Regions from separate parts of the Mus musculus genome. Here region 2 is linked to region 1. A link is a contact called in public promoter capture Hi-C data. All regions are on one chromosome and are shown on one strand. The core of a region is the stretch at or near the end of the contact, and the rest is flanking DNA. Distances in the headings are between cores, read along the strand shown. Region 1 holds the start of Ppef2 (protein phosphatase, EF hand calcium-binding domain 2). Region 2 holds the start of Nup54 (nucleoporin 54).

Evidence for each region. Promoter capture Hi-C pulls out the DNA fragments that hold promoters and counts their contacts.
Region 2: a promoter capture Hi-C map of neural stem cells shows a contact between it and region 1. The contact joins the promoter of Nup54 here to the promoter of Ppef2 in region 1. A contact is called at or near these places in 3 of 39 promoter capture datasets (liver, neural stem cells and stem cell-derived epiblast-like cells), 1 of 115 datasets of contacts at active chromatin or transcription factors (pancreatic cancer cells) and 2 of 9 other capture datasets (adipose tissue and liver).

What each region holds. Positions count from the first base shown.
Region 1 is chr5:92,253,725-92,258,331 of GRCm38.p6, forward strand. Ppef2 (protein phosphatase, EF hand calcium-binding domain 2) reads right to left here and starts at 2,554. Exons shown (of 17, transcript NM_011148.4): 1 at 2,319-2,554. It overlaps Naaa (N-acylethanolamine acid amidase), which reads right to left. Exons shown (of 11, transcript NM_025972.4): 11 at 3,936-4,607.
Region 2 is chr5:92,432,499-92,437,105 of GRCm38.p6, forward strand. It overlaps Nup54 (nucleoporin 54), which reads right to left and starts at 2,701. Exons shown (of 13, transcript NM_001359995.1): 1 at 2,506-2,701; 2 at 1,724-1,885. The coding sequence starts at 2,572. Gm42114 (a long non-coding RNA gene) reads left to right here and starts at 2,113. Exons shown (of 2, transcript XR_880431.3): 1 at 2,113-2,484; 2 at 3,095-3,571.

The DNA.
Region 1 (4,607 bases), core at 1,304-3,803:
TGCTGATGGCAGACAGGCATGCACCATTGATGTCTGTTTACGTTTTGTTGGGATCAAACTCGGGGCCTTAGTCATGCTAGTCTGGTTCTCTACCAACTGAGCTACATCCTAAACCTCTTTTCATGATCATTTTCAAAACGCTAACTATCCCAGGCTGGCCTCAAACTTGTGACCTTCTTGTGTCAGTCTCTGAAATAGCTGGGATTACAGGTCTGTGCCACCCATACCTGACTTCTTAGATGCTCCCAGAAATACAATTTTCATCCTTGTTATTGATCAAAACATTTCATGCTAATGTCTCCAATAACTTCACCTTTTCAGTCAGTACCTTGCCAGAACGGCAAAGCCGTCTGGTTTTGCAGGTCCCACCTGAATTACAGTTCTGCCTTGGGGTCCCAGATGCTGGCCAGTTGTGTTTGCTCCCGCCTCTCTAGGTTCTCTTGAGGTTGTTTCTCCCTATCTTTGAAATGCCAGTGTGTGCATGTGTGTGTACATGTGTGTGTGTGTGCATGCATTCTTCATTCACACACACACACAAGCACACCACACATACACCATATGCACACACCATATACAAACACAGACACCACACACACATAACACACACACAGACACCATATACACCATATATACCATAGACACCACCCATACACACCACACTCACACCACACATACAATACACCACACACACACAAGCACACCACACATACCACACACATACACCATATGCACACACCATATACAAACACAGACACCACACACACATAACAAACACACAGACACCATATACACCATATACACCATACACACCATACACACCACACACACACCACACATGCAATACACCACACACACACACACACACACCCCACACTTCTGGAAAATGAGGTTGAAGGAGCCGCACAGAACTGAACTGGCTCCTCCCACAGTGACTGATAGCTGCCACGCCGGAGGTTGCTGTGACCCAGTCTTTGTAAGTCATAAGTCACGGTGACTTCCACATTATGCCACTCTGTGAGGGAGGTTCCCGTCCCTCTGGAACTTGACAAGTCAGCCAGACCTTACCACGTTCTTTTCAATCTATTGCTCTGTTCACTAGCAGCCTAATTGGTGGAGGGAAAGTAGGTTATCAGGACTTGAAATCCAGAAAACACGAGTGCAGCCTCTCCAAGAGAGGCTTTCTCTGACTGACCTCCATCCCCAAACCAAACGGAAGCAGGAGGGAAAGACAGAGAGAATGACAGTGATGGGCAGAAGTAGGTGTGGGGCAGGTGACAAGAAAATGGCCTGTGGTCCTGGGGCCTGGCTTGCCTGTCCTTCTGATTGGGTCATGAAACTTCCAGCGTCTTTGGTCCGCAGCTGCCTAGTTAGGTACTCTGTGCTTTCCACAGACCTCTCACAAAAGGTGTTGGAGGCAACTGAGAAGCTATCCTTACTCAGGCCAAAACCATACATGAATTCCTACAGAGATCAAGGGTAAATAAACTGCTTATGTAAAACCAAAGCGACCTGTAACCTTGAACACGCCCTGAACGGTGCCTCTTACAAACCCACCTTATAACTTTGTTTACTAAGAAAAAGTCTTCAAAATTTTGTCTTGTTACAATACTCTTTGGGCAGTACTGAAAAAGTAGTTGAAAAGTGTGTGGTGCGTTTAGTGGACCAGGGTTCAATTCCTGGCACCCCTCTCCGCCCCGTAGTGGCATACAACCATTTATAACTCCAGTGTCAGGGAACCCAACACCCTTTCTGATCTTCACGGGCACCAGACATGCACAAACATTTATATATGTAAAGTAAAAGTGTGTGCGTGTGTGTGTGTGTGTGTGTGTGTGTGTGTGTGTGTGTGTGTGTGTGTGTCTGTCTATCTGTCTGTCTGTCTGTCTGTCATTTGTCCTGGGTCTTAGCAACCCTTAGAGAGATCACTTGAAAACTACTAAAATCCTATATAAACCTGCTGTAAAGACACTTAAGTTTGACTCTCATCCACAAGGCTACAGCCATGCATGGGAGTGTCTCACTGTTTCCCCAAAGTGCCTCTCTCTATTAACCCCTGGGCCTAATATCCACATTAGAAATGTACTTAATATGCAACTCTGCTTATACTGGTTTTCATTCATGGAAGCCACACATCCTAGGTTTGCCTGGATGGAGGTCCCTAGGGCCCAGGGAACCCTTGAGGATGCTCCAGGAGACCGAGGCAGCTATGTTTCCCTCTCTGTTGCCCGCAACGAACTTTTCCCTCCCATATTAAGTTCACTGGCTGACTTCATGGTCTCATCCATTTCTGTCTCACGGGCTGGGAAGTCTGGGCTTACCTTCCAGGAGCTTAGCTGACTCTGAGACACGAGGAGGCAGGCACCTAACCCATGTGTCTGATCACCATCTTTCTTCACGGTTGGTGGATGGAACTGCCTGATGGGGTCAGGTCTAACCTTTGTCTGATGTTGTCTTCTCAGGGAGCAGGATGACACCGACTACCCTGGCAATGCATTTCAAGTGCCATGTGACAATCACAATGTCCACCTTCAAGCCGTGGGCAGCAACACCCTGGGTCAAAGGAGGCCCGGGGACTGGAGGCAAGTCTGCAGAGTGTGGCATGTCACTTCTCGTTGGGGGTGGAGGACCCCCCACCCCCACCCCGCTCCAGTCCTAAATCTTCTTACTCTTGTGGATTAGGAGGCGTGTTCCCCAAGCCAGCCTGATGAGCCTGAGCTCCTTAACCCAGAAACAAGAGAGTGCTGACCCCACAGAGACCAGCTGCAGGGCGCCAGATGCTGGAGCTGTTCCACAAGAGTCACAAAGGGTGCTTCCTGCAGCCCACAGGGAGGCTCCTTCTGTTTGCAAAACTTGATTGAGAGATCATGTCTTTCCCAGGGACAGAATCCCTTCAGAGTGTATACCCAGTTCCCTTTCCTACATCCAGTAGGAAATATAAATAATAAACTATATGTAAAAGCAGAAGCTCACAGTTTCAGGGTAAGCAGGCAGAACACAGTACTCGATGCCTTGCAGATTTTTTTATTCTCCCTGACAGCGTATTGTAGTGAGAATTTTGTAATTCCGCTTTCTTTTTAAAACGCAGCAATATTATATGGATAAGTTTTTGTTTCCACCCTAGATGTTGGTGTTTTGTTTTGTTTTGTCTAGGCTCCGCCCCACAGTTACCTGGCAACAGCCAGGTGTGCCTGGCTCACTATAAAAGGGGCTGCTTGCCTCCTCTTCTCTCTCTTGCTCTCCTGCTCTTGTTCCCTCTCCTTACCCGACTTCTCCCCATTCCCCTTCCCTTCCCCCTCTCTCTCCACATGCTCATGGCTGGCCTATACTCCTCTATTCTCTCTCTCTCTCTCTCTCTCTCTCTCTCTCTCTCTCTCTCTCTCTCTCTCTCTCTCTGCCTTTCTCTGTCCTGCACAGGAGCCCCCTGCCCCCACACCTGACTACACCTCCACCAAACACATTCCTCCTCTCCTTATCTTTTTATAAAACACCAGATGTTAGGATACAGGGCTGCTTTGTAGCAGACGACTATGATTTGCCTCATGCCCTAGCAGAAGCAGATTTTCTGTGACTGTGTGATGTTTGGAATTCTGGGGACTTTTTAGAGGATATATAAATGCTAGAGCCCGGAAAGGTGGGTTGTTGGTTGACTGCTTGGTTGTGGCTTGTTAAGTAGAAACAACAAGAAGAAATTAGATATTCTGACAGCAAAGGTCAAACTTGCCCCAAGGGACTTGACATCTGTAATCAGCAGGAAGTAGTCTAGTGATAACATCACCCCTTTCCCCTCTATCCTTTTCTCTCTCCTATCTAGTCTTTAGGGAGTTGAATGGTGGAAGAAAAAAGAACCCACAAAGTAGCCAAAGTGCAGCTGAAAGATCCCGGAGGGGAGTCCCTCTTGGGGAGGCGTGCACCCAGTAGGACACTCAGACCTTACTCGTTGTAACAACAGGCTTTTAATGGCACACACACACACACACACACACACAAACAACAAAAGAGCACTCAAGCCAGCATGCTGGGGTCGAAACTCATGCACTGCGCAGGGGGCAGGGGAGTTCGACCCCGGCCCAAACTTCTTACAGGCTTATAAAGGCAAAAACCACAAACCAAAAAGGGAGGGAGCCGAAGGAATTTGCGAGGTTACACATGATTGGCTTATTTAAATGTCGGCGAGGTGATTACAAATTAACAGGGCAGTACATGCTAGTTAAGGTGTAGGGGGGCACAAAGGCTTGGACTTCTCGAGGTCAGCAGGACACCTGGTCAGTATATGATTTATGGTGGGCTATAGGGAGGTGCCACCCGGGAGGCGCCATCCTGCCAGATGGCCATTTGGTCCTGATAGCCCTGGCTAGTTCCTGCACTTTCTTTTTTATCTTTTATGGCCGGACATTCTTAGCTACAGGGTGGATCTGGCTGTGCCTGGATCCGCCTGGGTCTATTCTTCAGCCCTGAATTTCTTGAGCTTAGATACCACAATGCTATAAGACCCAAAATTATAAGTTTTCTCTTCACAGCTAGCATTTTTTTTTTTGACATTTTATTAACAAACGATGACAGGATATTATTTGGTGTCATATATTTTTCAAAAGTAGTAAGAAAGTAGT
Region 2 (4,607 bases), core at 1,451-3,950, 180 kb after region 1:
AGACACTAAGGCAGGCTTACAGTTTCTAAATGACCCTGAACTACACAGTGAGATGCCATTCTAAAGAAAAAGAAATGAATTAGCTTCAATCAATTTTGTGGCACTGGTATTAAATCCAGGACCTTGCTCATACAAGGCAGGCAAGTAGTCTACCACTACCCTGTACTCTTAGCAATACAATTCAGATTTTAAAAATTATTAAATAGGCAACTGAACACATGTTAATTTATAGATTCTATCAAAATACTGCCAGCCAAACATTTTGACATAACCTCTAAAATAAATACTGTCTATAGAGCCCTTTTAACTTCCTACTTTCAAATAATAACTATGTTATTCGAATTGGCTACACACTAAAAATGCTAGTCAGTATCTTGTCATGTTTCAGATTATCAAAAACACTCTTATTAGTAATAGTAGTCCTATATGGATACAAAAAATGTAATTTTTTAAAGCTCTCTCCTGAAGGCTGAGTTAATTAACATATTTGAAAATAGTCAAAACACACTTGTATTTGTACAATTCAAAGTAACAGCGACAACGCCAAATGGACATGAAATCAAGCAAATACAAACAGGTTTATTCGTTGCTGTTAAACTATATGGTTTGCTTTATTCTGAAACATAAATTTCAAAATAAGGTTTGTTTTGCCCAGTGCCAATTTTAAGCAAACTAGGAAAGGTAAACACCCCAGGGGTGGTGGGTGCGGCTTCTAATATTTCTTAATGAGTCCCTTTATCTTTGGAATTTCCAAGTATTTTTCACTATTTTTAACTGAGAGGATAAGGTGACATCAACAATGTAAAACCCAGTAAATGGACAAAATCCCCAACTTTCCCAGTAAGTTTAGAAGTAAGGCTTACCAAATGCATATAATTGGCACGGGCAGCAGTGGCTTGACGGAACATAAACTATGGACAGTACATTCATATACGAGCAGCTGAGGATGGAGAGTTTTCTAAGAGTCATACGGATGTCGAGCTCACATAAGCCTAACTTAAATTGGGTCGTACACATCCATTAATTTGTGTTCTGAAAAATTTCAGTGATCTTCAAACAAGCCACAGATTAAAAAAACCAAAAAACCAAAAACCTTCATCATCCTCTTTTTGAAAGTAAAAGATGCCGAGCCTACTTTTTAGAACTCAGTGTTAATTGGTAAATTAAAACTACTCATGGAAAATTTCCCAAAAACCCAGCAAAGAATCCGGGATTCTTTCTACAATTATATATAGAAATACATCCTAATATATTGAGTTAATGCTAGAAAAACATCGTTACAGTTTGAAAAACAAGACAGGTCGCTGCTGTTCGTATAAGACTTGTTTCTCTTGGAAACACAAGGACAATAAGATGAAATCCCAATGAAATATGTATTAAAAAATGAAAAATGACTGCAGGAGTCCAAGAATCCCAGGGAAACGCTTACCTTCTGCTAAAGCTAATGTTTTAAAAAATATTCGGTTCCCAACTTATCATTTGGAAGCTGTGCTCTGTATCATTAAATGAAAATCCAACCAAGGTGCATTCTAATTCTTTAAGGCTTTCCAAAACCCACATCTTTTAAAGCAGCCAAAACTTTAAATATATTTGATTTGATCTTAGGAAATAAACCCCTTTCTTTATTAGACAAGTGCCATTTCTTCCCCCAAACTCTAGGGACATCGGAACATTCTTGGACTCCAGCCCCCATACTCGTTACACACATGACCCCAGTATCTACCTGCACTCGCCAGACTGTTACCAAAATTGAACGGAGTCGCCGAGGTAGTAGAAACACCGAAATTCCCAATATTAAAGTTCACTGCAGGGTTAGCGGTTAATCCGAAACCCCCAAAATTAAACCCACCGGCGGTGGAGTTGGCAGTCTCAAGCCCACCAAATCCTGATAGTCGTGGAGGCAAGAGAAACAAAAATTTGAAAAGGTGAGAGGAGGGAAAGAGAAAAGGAGAAGAAAGAAAGGTAAGAATTACAAGAATCAGCAAGAGGTTTCACAGCGTGAACAAACCTGACCTGCACCGGATCAGGGGAAGAAAGCCAAGGTGCGGACAGACAGAAGGAGCGAAGGGCAGCACGGGCGGGGGCCGAGCATCCCCCCCCCCCGGGCTGGGGAGGGGACAGAGGGAGCTGCGGGCAGCCTGGCTCCAACTTTACCCGTCTGGACCTTGAGGCTGAGACGGACGAGGGGACGCGGGGTCCCGGGAAATGAGAGGGGCGTAGCCTCCGGCCTCTCCTGGGCGGACACCCCAATGGCGGGAAGCACCGCGGCGGCCGAGCCACGCGGGTTGAGCGTGCTGTGCGAGCCCCAGGCTGAGCCTGAGCAGCCCGCGGCCCTCCCACCGCCACCGCCGCCGCCACCACCGCCACCGCCCTCTCCAAATGACTCCAAGGTGTCCCGAGTGCCAGGGCAACCCCGGGACCCCCCAGCCGGACCGATCGGATCGAGGGGGCGGGCCCGAGGCTTTGGTTCCTTGGAGGAAGAAGGTAGGCCCAGGGCTGACTCACCCGCCGGTGCCGCGGTGGCTGTAGAGGTGCCCGAAGTGCCCGAAGGAGCCCCAAAATTGAAAGCCATGTCGCGGGAGCAGCACTTAGATGGCCCCGGGCTCGCGCGGCGCGACGCCCAGTGCCCTCCGCTCTTCTGTCCGGCTGGGAACCGTCAGGCGGTCCGTACCATTAGTTCCGCCTCCTTCCCGGTCTAAGCGGAGCAGGCAGGAACCAAGCAAGGATGGAGTGGGTGGGATGATCGAACGGGAACGCCTACCACCGATCACTTCCGGGGGTGTGTTTGTGGCTTTCACGTGGTGTGGGGCGTCACCACAAAGGGGAAGTGATGAGAAGTTGGACATGGGGTGTTGTATGGTGGCTCTCTGAAGCCACTTTAGAGAAGTGACAGTGTGCAGGGACCGCGTGAAAGTACTGCCCTTACCTCTGAGGAGCGGTCCTTCCCGGAGGAAAGGAGGTTTGAGTAGATAAAGCAGTTGAGAAAGAGGCATTCGAGAGTGATGGAAAGATGATGGCGATGGTGGTAACACGTGTGTTAGCTATGTGGAATGCACGCTAGTAATTGTTTTTGCATATTTTTTTAAACCCCCAGCTGCGTTTCAGACAGTTTACTACTATTGTCATTGACCAAGAAGAAGGGCTGACCTCGATGAAGCAAATGGGCCCACTAACTGGTAAAATCTGTGCCCTGCATCGCACTTCTGGGGAACATTTAATCCTCAACTACACAGAGAAGATTTCTGTCGTTGACTAATTGGCACAGACGAGACAGGAGGACTGAGGATTAGAGTTGCAAAGCAGCATCCCCAAAGTCACTTCGCTGGTTTTTCTCTACTTAGCCCCGATTCTTTTCTCCTTTTAAAAATATTTATTGTACATGGCACTGTGTTACATTAGGACATCTTGATACAAGTTTATGTTGTATTTTGAATATATATTCCTACTCCTAAATTTTCTGTCTTCTCCCTGTCTCTCCCATTAGTTCCCTAGTAATTTTACTTCATTTTCCATGTCATATGATTTATGTGTTTAATTAAACCTAGGAATCATAAATGAATTTTTTTCCTTCTGTGACTGGCTTAATTCACTTAATAATGTTTATCTCCAGTGATATTCAGTTTTGTGCAAATGACAACATAACTTCCTTCTTAGGGCTGAAAACTCTTTTGAGTATATACCATCCTCTGTTTCTGATCCATCCCTCTGTTGTTAGGCAACTAGGTTTGTTAACAATTGTGACTAATGCTTCAGTAGAGATTGATATACATCTATGTGATAGACTAACTTGGAGTCCTTATAGACATAGCTGGGTCATGTGGTAGATCTAATTTTAGTTTTCTCAGGAACCTCTTTGCCCCATTTTGTGTGTGTGTGAGAGAGAGAGAGAGAGCACATGCATGTGTGGGAAGAGTGTATACACACATATGTGCACACGTGCCTGAAGGCCAGAGATTGACATGGGTGTCTTCCTAATTTACTCTTAATTTCTAATACAAGGTCTCTCAATAAATCTAGATCTCATCGCTTATTTGGCAAGACTGTCCAGCCAGCAAGCCCCAGGGGACTCCTGATTCTGCCTGCCCAGTGTTATGGTTATACATGAATGCCACTGTGCTCAGCGTTTGTTTAATTTTAAATATGGGTGATGAAGATTAAACTCATATCCTCAAACATTAACAGCAAGCACTGTACTGACTGAGCAGTCTCTCTGGCCCCACCTTTTAAAAAAATTACCATTACATTCTGTTTCCCTGCCGGGCGTGGTGGCACACGCTTTTAATCCCAGCACTCGGGAGGCAGAGGCAGGCGGATTTCTGAGTTCCAGGCCAGCCTGGTCTACAAAGTGAGTTCCAGGACAGCCAGGGCTATACAGAGAAACAATGTCTCAAAACAAAACAAAACAAAAATCTGTTTCCCTATAGATTATGGTCAGGATTTCATACATTCTTGATAGCAGTAAGAAAACCTTTGAAGAAGCTTTAGACCAAAGCATCTTATGATCAGAATTTAGTTGTTAGAGACAAGCATGCATGTTTGTGCATGTCTGTAATCTCGGTACCCAGGAGGCATGAGCAGGATTAAGTTGGAGGCCAGCCTAGGATACA